Regions from separate parts of the Hordeum vulgare genome. Here regions 1 and 3 are each linked to region 2. Evidence: chromatin contacts called from public Hi-C data. All regions are on one chromosome and are shown on one strand. Each heading gives the region's core, a stretch centred on a gene start, on an enhancer-like site or on the middle of the called end of the contact. The rest is flanking DNA. Distances are from core to core; before and after follow the strand shown. Region 1 holds the start of LOC123443750 (putative transcription factor bHLH041). Region 2 holds the start of LOC123439916 (NDR1/HIN1-like protein 13). Region 3 holds the start of LOC123443749 (protein ROOT HAIR DEFECTIVE 3).

Evidence for each region. A called contact is a pair of places that touch in the nucleus more often than the background predicts.
Region 1: a contact with region 2 is called in a Hi-C map of leaf, with 3 times the contacts expected there. The contact joins the promoter of LOC123443750 here to the promoter of LOC123439916 in region 2. A contact is called at or near these places in 2 of 6 Hi-C or Micro-C datasets (leaf and seedling).
Region 3: a Hi-C map of seedling shows a contact between it and region 2, with 4 times the contacts expected there. The contact joins the promoter of LOC123443749 here to the promoter of LOC123439916 in region 2. A contact is called at or near these places in 1 of 6 Hi-C or Micro-C datasets (seedling) and 1 of 1 datasets of contacts at active chromatin or transcription factors (embryo).

What each region holds. Positions count from the first base shown.
Region 1 is chr3H:326,610,870-326,613,968 of MorexV3_pseudomolecules_assembly, forward strand. LOC123443750 (putative transcription factor bHLH041) reads left to right here and starts at 1,313. Exons shown (of 4, transcript XM_045120272.1): 1 at 1,313-1,646; 2 at 1,735-2,340. The coding sequence starts at 1,533.
Region 2 is chr3H:325,730,456-325,733,792 of MorexV3_pseudomolecules_assembly, forward strand. LOC123439916 (NDR1/HIN1-like protein 13) reads left to right here and starts at 1,981. Exons shown (of 1, transcript XM_045116535.1): 1 at 1,981-3,143. The coding sequence starts at 2,170. The coding sequence ends at 3,036.
Region 3 is chr3H:326,396,010-326,398,952 of MorexV3_pseudomolecules_assembly, forward strand. LOC123443749 (protein ROOT HAIR DEFECTIVE 3) reads left to right here and starts at 1,692. Exons shown (of 23, transcript XM_045120271.1): 1 at 1,692-1,926; 2 at 2,871-2,943. The coding sequence starts at 2,873.

The sequences.
Region 1 (3,099 bases), core at 63-2,562, 880 kb after region 2:
CAAATTCCTTCTCTAGATGGCTTCCCAAAACCGGTGTTGGACTACAGATCGTCTCGCTCAGCAAGGTCTACCTCACGAGCCCCTCTACTCTGAGGAGGACGAGATACTTCACCATATCCTTATGGCTTGCATGGTCTCTCACATCACCTGAAACGAGATTCTCTCCTCGTGTTGTTTCACTGCCTCCCTGTCGGACGACACAACCAACATCTTCGACTAGTGGTCGTCGGGCATGATGCCCCCTTCCCCCAACCCGTGCAAAGGTCTTGGCTTGGTTATTATCCTCACTGCCTGCTCCATAAGGAAGGACCACACCGGTTTTATCTTCGAAGGTATCGGGCCCCTAGGACCGGGGGTACCCAGACCCGTCGGCCTACGACCCCGGGCGCAAAGCGCTGCGATGGGCCAAGTCGGCCCGGCGGCGGGCCCAGCAAGCATGACCCTCGCGAGGAGGGCTCCGGGAAGGAGACGTCAAGGGCCTCAAGGAGCAACTCGCCACTGAGATGCATCCTGAGGCCACCTGAGGACCTCACGGGGCACACAAGTCAAGGGTAATCAGGTGGGGCCGTACAGTCCTACCCCCTCACATGGGCGATGCAAACCTCGCAGGCGCGGTACCAGTAAGCACGGACAGAGAGGCTTTCCTCTTTGGTGCTACGGGGATAAAGCCAACTCGCGGGTTTTCAAAGCAACCCCCAAAGATTTCCTACTTGGTGCAAGAGGACCGAAGTCGAGGACTCTGCAGGGCGGAGGTCACCCCCAAGCCCACGCGCGCATCATGACGAAGAGCTTTAGCAGACGAAGACCACCTTTGTCGGAATGGGTTGCGGTCTTGTCCTCTTTTAAAATGGCCGTTGTGACAACCCTGCCCCGCAAGGACAATTATTGACGGAAAGAGGACAGAGGTATGTATGCCTGCGTAGAAGGGGATCGAACGCGAACCCCTCCACCACACCCCCAACTCCGCTCGGGTACGTACCCACCTTGTATTTGCTATCCCTCTCCCCGATAAGCAATCTAGACAAGCAGTAATAGGGCATTACATCGAGAGGAGTCAATGGTGCATGTGCAATGGCTTTAGCTCCAGTTGTCATGGTGACACGGCAAAACCTGGCCGTTTCTCGCAGTAAGCAGCGAGGCCGTTGATCCCGATACCGCCTGGGCAAGTGCCTGCAAAATTGACCTTGTTCCCAGCAGCTTCGGCCTCGCTCGCGTGCATCCAACCCACGACTTTGACCGCGCCATCGCGACTATTTCTATTCAACTCAGTTTGCTAATTTGTACGTACTCCCTACTTGCGTGCAAACCAAACGACCCACCAACTCCTTCCTTCCTCCTTTCCCTTAAAAAGAAGTTCAAAAAATTCTTCCTTCCTCCTCATGCCCTGCGGTCCCGCCCCGCTCTGCTTTGCATATATAGCAGCTCGGCTGCCTCGCTTTGTTTCCCTGCTATATTTCGCTCTACCAGCTTACTCATCGCTCCCAATCAATCATTGGCTGCCTCCATTAACTAGTTACACTACTTGCTGAGGGATGGATGATGTGTGGTGCAGCCTGGACATGGCCGCCGACATCGCCGGCCTCCACAGCGCCCTCGCCGACCCATTCTGGCCCGCCGACCTTGACCTCATGGTTTCCACCGACGAGGTGAGCAATGTTAATTCTTGACCCTGCTTCCTTGCAAATCGAAGCGTCTGTAAATTAAGATTGGTGGTTTTGGTGTGCGTACGTGTAGGTGGAGGGTATGGCCGACATGGACGCCAGCGGCATCTACGTAGGAGGAGGGGATGACCGCTTCATGCTGCCGTCGTCGACCACGTCGTCACTCTCGTCGAAGCGATCACTCTCCCAGGACAGCGGCGGCTCCTCAGGCTCAGGGTCCTTCACGCTCGACCTCGCGGACGCCTCGCGGTACCAAGCGCCGGCGCCGCCGGCGCCCCATAACCCCTTGGCGGGCGCCGCCGACCACGACGACGAGGCGATCATGCGGGCTATGATGGCGGTCATGTCTTCGTCCTCGGCCTCCCCGTCCTCCTCGGCATCCTCCCATCCGCAGCCCTTCTGCCGGGACCGGGACAGCAGCATGCAGCAACAGCCAACAGCCATGGCGCCGCAGCTGCGTGGAGGAGGACCAAGTGGCCACGTGATGGTCAAGAGCAGCCTCTCCATGTCGCCGGAGAGAAGCAGCAGCGGCGGGCGGGGACAGCAGCAGGAGGATCCGACGAGGGCCGCGAGTAACAACACCGGACAGCTCTACCACATGATGTCAGAGAGGAAGCGTCGGGAGAAGCTCAACGACAGCTTCCACGCGCTGAGGTCGCTCCTTCCCCCCTGCTCAAAGGTATAAACATCACCATCATACCTACCATCATACCACATCCATTCATTCGCAAATCTAAGGAAGCCGATTTTTTTTTTGGGGCGAGATTTTCGGAAACCGGTCAAAAACCGAATATTCCGATGGCCCCCAAAAAAGTTCGATACCGTCCGAAGTTTTTGAAAAGTTAAATTCAAACGTTCCAAGCGAGGCTTAATAAAGCGAGCTATTACAAACCGTGCTAGTACAGAATAGTGACCTGGTGGATGGGTTCTTGCTCTGCGATCGTGGTTTGACCAGAGAACAAAGGACTAACTGGTTTGTTCGCTGGTTACATACTTTATATTTTAACGTTAAAAAATTTAGATTCAAAATTTGTTTTAATTTTCAGACGAAAAAATACCGACATTTCCAAGATTTTTCGTAAACCGGCCCTTTCAGTCTAACCCAAAAAAAACGGAATCGAGAAAAAAAAACCTGTTGTACCTACTTATTTTTTTACTGCTCTTGACAATCTACGCGACAAAAAGATATACGTCCGGTGCCGCTCTCCGGTATCGAACTTGCGACCAGGTGGTTCAACCTGCATGTGCAGATCAAAGACGAAAGGACTAACTGGTTTGTTTAATGGTTACATACTTTATATTTAAATGTTAAAAAATTTAGATTCAAAATTTGTTTTATTTTTTCAGACGAAAAAATACCGACATTTTCGAGATTTTTTGAAAACCGGCCCTTTCGGTCTGAAAAAAGGGATCAAGAAAAAGAAAAACTAAACCGGCC
Region 2 (3,337 bases), core at 731-3,230:
AGGTAGGTCGAGGTGTCTCCATGTACCTGCCTTGACAACGCCAATTGGACCCAAAGCCAGCAGACAACTGCTTGAAACATATATTAATTAGGCATGATGCATATGTATTATATGTTGGAATCAACAATTGGTACTAGATGTACATTATTAAGGATGTAGATAATGTTTACATTACAATTATGCAAACAAATTTGAACTATTTTAGAACAAAATTTTGGAAGCAAACTACCTAGAACTAGGAAACATATGTAGCATACTATGAGAGCATTGCATGTTTCAATGGTGATACCAATGGCAAGAACAAAATTTGTAAAGTAAAACACATAAAGTATATAAGCAATCTACATAAACCGAAAAAGCACGTGAAGTGTGATATGGGAACCCCATATACATGAAGAAATACAAATATCTTGTCTCGTTGTGGCTCTTCTTAAGTCGAAACATATAACATTAATTCGAGATGCAAACAAACAAAGATTGTTGCCAACATTGATGCATCCCTCTTGGCCAGGTCCTGCATGTGTGTGTGGGTGGAACCGGTGTAGGTGGGTTTGAAGCACGATGCACCGCGGATGGAATTAGGGCGGTGTTGTCGGAGAGAACATGTGCAGTGTGGTGGATGGCAAGAAGCATACCCTATGCTTCTCTATGCTTCATTGTTGCAGCTCCACTAATATATGTGCTATGTTAGCAAATATGAACATGTTGCTACTAGACACAGTTTAGAAGATTATTTGTTTAAGACAATAATGAAAAAAGTAGAAAGGATGAAAATATGACAACTCAACATTACTCACCTTGGTTGGAAGCATAGTATAAAACAATGATAATGAAACAAAATAAGCTTGCGACCAACATAAGGATGCATCTTTTGTGTCCTCGATATGTACAATCGATGGATTTGCACTTGATCCATGCGTGATAAACTATCTATCTAAACGATTACATTGTAGTAACACGAAAAAAGGAATTGGGTACATAAGTAGTACCACTTGAAACCATGGAAATTTGAAATGGAACAAAAACTACTATTAGCACCAACCGGCGGGGCGGGGGGGGGGGGCATATTTGTACGATATACGAATTTCATATAAATTAGTTGATGATCTAGTGACCGCGTACATAATATACATCACAACTATTTCACACTCGTAGACACAGAATAAACCATAGTACACCATAGCATCCACGCAACGAGATCACACAAATCTGAGAACACAGTTATGCCAAAATTAACTACTCCCTCTGTTCCTAAATATAAGTCTTTTAAGCGATTTCACTAGATGTCTACATACCAAGCAAAATGATTGAATATACACTCTAAAGTATGTCTATACACATCCGTATGTAGTCCACTAGTGAAATCTTTACAAAGACTTATATTTAGAAACGGAGGGAGTAGTAACTGAAAAATATGAACAATGTCAAGAGACGCGAATCAAACGCTAGGTCAGATGGGTATTCGGTGGGCGAATCCTGCGGAACTTTAGTTGTGATGGCTTCATTGCCAGACAGAGAAGACAGTCTGACGAGGTGAACCGCAGGCATACAACGGAGTAGGGCCTCGCCGGCTGGCCATGGTGGAGATCAGCACGACTGGGAGCTCGCGAGGGCGTACACTGACAGGTCCTTTCTCGCGTGGCCATCAAACGGGACGACACACCGGTTTGGTTGAGCGGAGGCGCCGCAGAGAGGTTAGACGCGATACTGGATGAGGAGAGAGCCAGGGCGGCGAGAGCAGGGAACGAGCAGAGAGATGGGCACTGGGTTGATTTGTTTGGGCCAATTAATACGGGATAACCGGATAAGGAGAGATCACGGGATCATGGGCATGAAAATCGGGTTCTTTTGGAGCATAAAAATACTGGTTTTGCTTGCTTCTCTCGACCGTGAGATCAAAGAAGAATCGACAGTCGACAACTGGTCCGACGAATGCTACGCACCAGACTTCTGGTGAGAAGCGTTTCCCATGCCTAAACGCCCACACGACACGAGCAAGCAAACACGCAGTACTAGCACTAGCACAATATATACAGTGTATATATAAATGCGGCCACTTATTGCGCCCGTCTTCTTCGCGTTTCTCCCCCCAGTCTCTTTTACTCCCCCCTTCTCCTTCCCCAAGCCTTCTCCTTCCCCAAGCCCAGAAGAAGCAGCAGAGGCCAAGAAATGGGCGACCGGGCGTACGCGCCGGCCTCCAAGCCTGTCCCTGTGGCGGCGCCGCGGTCCGCCAACGGCACGGCGAACGGCGGCGGCGTAGGGCCACCTCGGCCTCCGCCCATGGTGCCCGGCCGCGTCCCGCCCCCGCCGATGTACCGGCCGAAGCCGATGCAACAGCCACCGCGCCGCCGGAGGAGCGGGCGCGGGTGGTGCTGCGCGTGTTGCCTGTGGCTGACGCTGGTGTTGGTGGGGCTGGTGTTCCTTGGAGCAATCGCGTTGGGGGTGTTCTACGTGATTTACCACCCGGAGCTTCCGACCTTCGCCGTGACGTCGCTCCGTCTGGCGGCGCTGAACGTCTCGGACTCCGACTCCGTCACCTCCCGCATCGAGTTCACGGTGACCGCGCGCAACCCCAACGAGAAGATCGCGTTCGTGTACGGCGACATCGGGGCTGCCTTCGCGGCCGACGGCACGGACATCGGGGACGGCACCGTGCCGGGTTTCGTCCATCCAAGTCGCAACACGACGGTCATCAAGGGGGCGGCTTCGGCGGCCGCCGCGACGGTGGACCCTGTGCAGGCGGCCAGTCTCAGATCCAAGAAGTCTCACGCGATGTCAGTGGAGATGGACTCCAAGGTGGGGTTCCAGATCGGGAAGTTCAAGTCGAAGCGCATCAACGTCCGTGTGCTGTGCAGCGGCTTCAGCGCGGGGCTGGCCAAGCCGGCGCCCTCCCCGGCGCCGATCATCGTGGCCGCGGCGCCTGCACCCACCCGGTCTAAGATCAGGCTGTCGTCGTCTTCCTCCGGAGGCGGCGGGGCGGCGACGACGGACGCAAAGTGTAAGCTGCGCGTCAAGATCTGGATTTGGACGTTTTGATGCATTTGTGGGTAGGGAGAGGAGGGATTTTTCTTGGTTTGGTTTAACCTTTTTCACACTGTATGTGGATTTATTGGAGTATAGTTTATATGATTCTATCTTCCTCCTGGTTGCTGCTTGCTACTCTCATCCATCCATCCTTTTGTCACAAGCTAAGTAGGCCGCATAGATCTATGCTATGCTACAGATGGGCATAATTCTGCAAGAACGGTACGTACTAGTGACCACACCACACCACACCACAGTGAAACCGGCAGCTGAGAAGAAATGGAAGGAGGCGAACTGCAGTAGGCGAGCGATT
Region 3 (2,943 bases), core at 442-2,941, 670 kb after region 2:
TTCTTCGTGGATGCTTTGGCGTCCTAGAAGCTTGGTGGTGTCTCGGAGCTCAATCATTGTGGTGTGAAGCTCCGGGAAGCGTTGGGGTCTCCAATTAGGTTGTGGAGATTGCCCCGAGCAATTTGTACGGGTACCGGTAACCGCCCCCAAGGGTTGCCACGTGTACGGGTTCGGTGACCGCCCCCAAGGGTTGCCACGTGTACGGGTTCGGTGACCGCCCCCAAGGGTTGCCATTTGTACGGGTTCGGTGACCTCCCTCAAGGGTCCCTTAGTGGAATCACGTCATCTTGCATTGTGCGAGGGCGTGAGGAGATTACGGTGGCCTTAGTGGCATCTTGGGGAGCATTGTGCCTCCACACCGCTCTAACGGAGATTAGCATCCGCAAGGGTGTGAACTTCGGGATACATCATCGTCTCCCCGTGCGTCGGTTATCTCTTACCCGAACCCTTTACTTATGCACTTTACTTTGTGATAGACATATTGTTTATTGTAATATATCTTGCTATCACTTAGTTGTTTATCTTGCTTAGCATAAGTTGTTGGTGCACATAGGTGAGCCTAGTTGTTTGTAGGTTTTGTGCTTGACATATTAAACGTTAGTTTTATTCCGCATTTGTTCAAGCCTAAACCTTAACTATTTTAAAGCGCCTATTCACCCCCCCTCTAGGCGACATCCACGTCCTTTTCAGCGTGCACTGTTTTGCACCGTCTGTTGGAGTTGTTCGACGTCAAAAAACGAATTTTTGAACGCACATAGCAGTTTTTGGGTGCCTATTGAAGATGCTCTAGAGCAACTCTAGCAAACCCTGTATAATTGCGACGTGCAAACGCGTTTTACAGTTCGACGAAGTGGGGTTTTGCGGGACAAAATGTTGCGCTGCAGAACAGAATAGAACCGGGGGAGGGAGGAGCACGAGCGTGAGCTCGATGCCTTGAAGGAGCTGCCGGAGAAGAGGCGGCCGCGCGCGCGGTCGTACTCCTCTGTCTCGCACGGAGGAGCGACGGCGGCGGCGTCTGGCCCCACTGCGTGTACCGGCGGGCGGCGCGCTTACAGGCGACGTCGGATCTGACGCAATGAACCCTCTCGGGGTCGTCGTTCCTACAACTACCGGAGTTGGCCATCAAAGGGCGTGGAATGGAGCTGCTACGCGGCGGAATGGAGGTGCGCGGCGGCGGATTGGAAGCGCCGACGGTGAGGTGGGGGGACTTTTCGCGGCGGCGGAGGGATAGGATTTCGACCCGCATCCAGCAGTCAAACCCGTAGATATACTGTTCGAGCGCTCGCGTTTACGGGCCACCGCAAAAGTTTTACGGACCGGGCCGCGTTTACAGTTTCTGATGTGATAGGAAAAATAGTCCAAATCCGTATAATCGTCGAAATTTTACAGTTTGAACCATTATACGGGGTCTAGAGTCGCTCTAAATGCTCTAGCGAAATACTCCTTTATCACAGCTTGTGTGAGCGGCGCAGCGTGACATGGCCGCTCGGGTTGGCATGGACGGCCACCTTTCGGCACCCAAAGACCCAGATTTGATGACGCAAACAATTTTTAGAATTCCGACCATCCATGGCTGTTGGATTTTTATATACGTGTGTGTATACGAGTATAATAAGATCATACTGTATGCATGGCTATACAAAGTACCAGTATATGCGTCGTGTCGGCCTCGGGCGATACCCTCACCGAGTCCGAATATTTTCCCTTTCTTTCTCCCCTTGTGCTTTCTCGTTCGTATTTACTCCTCTCCTCCTTTCGAAATTCACAAATTACCAACCTCCCCATAAAAGCCACGCCTTCGTGCTCCTCCTCTCTCTTCCTCCTCGCCCCCACCCCCCCCACCCCCTTTCGTCCCGCTCCCCCCATCCTTCGCCGCCGACGCCGACGCCGACCGCCGTACGGGGGCCCTCCAGCGCAATCTCCACGGTGCGTATCCCCCCCCTCTCTCTGATCCGATCAACGCTTCTCGGATCGCTCCCTGACCTTGTCCCAGGGTCCCGGATTTCGATACCCCCCCTTGCTTTTTTTGTTGCTCCTCGTGGTGTGCGGTGATTCCTGGCGAATAGGCGACCAGATCGATGCGGGGAGCTGCTCCAATCCTCGTCGGTGGCGCCGGACCGCTAGATTCAGCTGGTTCCCGTTCGGTTTTGGGGGTTTATGGCTGTTGGTTTGGGCGATTCCGACCCGCGGCGCTCGATTCGCCTGGAGTTCGGGGCGCGTGCTTGGATCGCCTCCCGCTGGATCGTCTCGAAAGGCCCCGCCTTTTTTTAGCTTTCTTCCCCTTGATCTCGTGATCTCTCCGGCCGTACGATCTCGCTAGGGTTAAGGATACTTGCGGCAGCACTGTCACTGTAAGTTGCCGTAGAACTCTCCTTGGTGTATAAAGGAGGATTGTTTGATCCGCGTAACATGCAGCATCCCTGGCTGGGTTGCATGCGAGCTTGTACGGTCTGCGATCTGTAGTAATAATTGTAGTAGTGAATCGTAGTTTGACCCAGAGGAAAGCCGTATGAGCGCATGCATCCATCAATTTGCTCCCTCAGTACACTAGTAACATTCGACTGCCTATACCTCTCTCTCCCCATTTAATGCTCCCGCTCTTTTCACAGGCTTAATGGAGTAATCATCACCTGATAATTTAAAAATATTACTACACTTCTCTTCTTGACATTGTTTTTGCGTATAATGCTCAAGAAACGGCATTATTGAAGGCTTGCGCTCGGATCTGCGTGTCTTATTTATCCCATCTGTTCTTTTTTCTTTCTCTTTCAAAATTTGAAGGCTCTATGGGTTGAAAATCACTCATCACTTCTTGGTGTCCCATTCCCAGCTTAAATGTGATATTGTCTCATGCGTTTCCTCTCTTGCAGAAATGGAGGACCCCTGTCTTTCTACGCAGCTTATTGATGGAGATGGTGTTTTCAATGTTTCTGGATTGGAGAG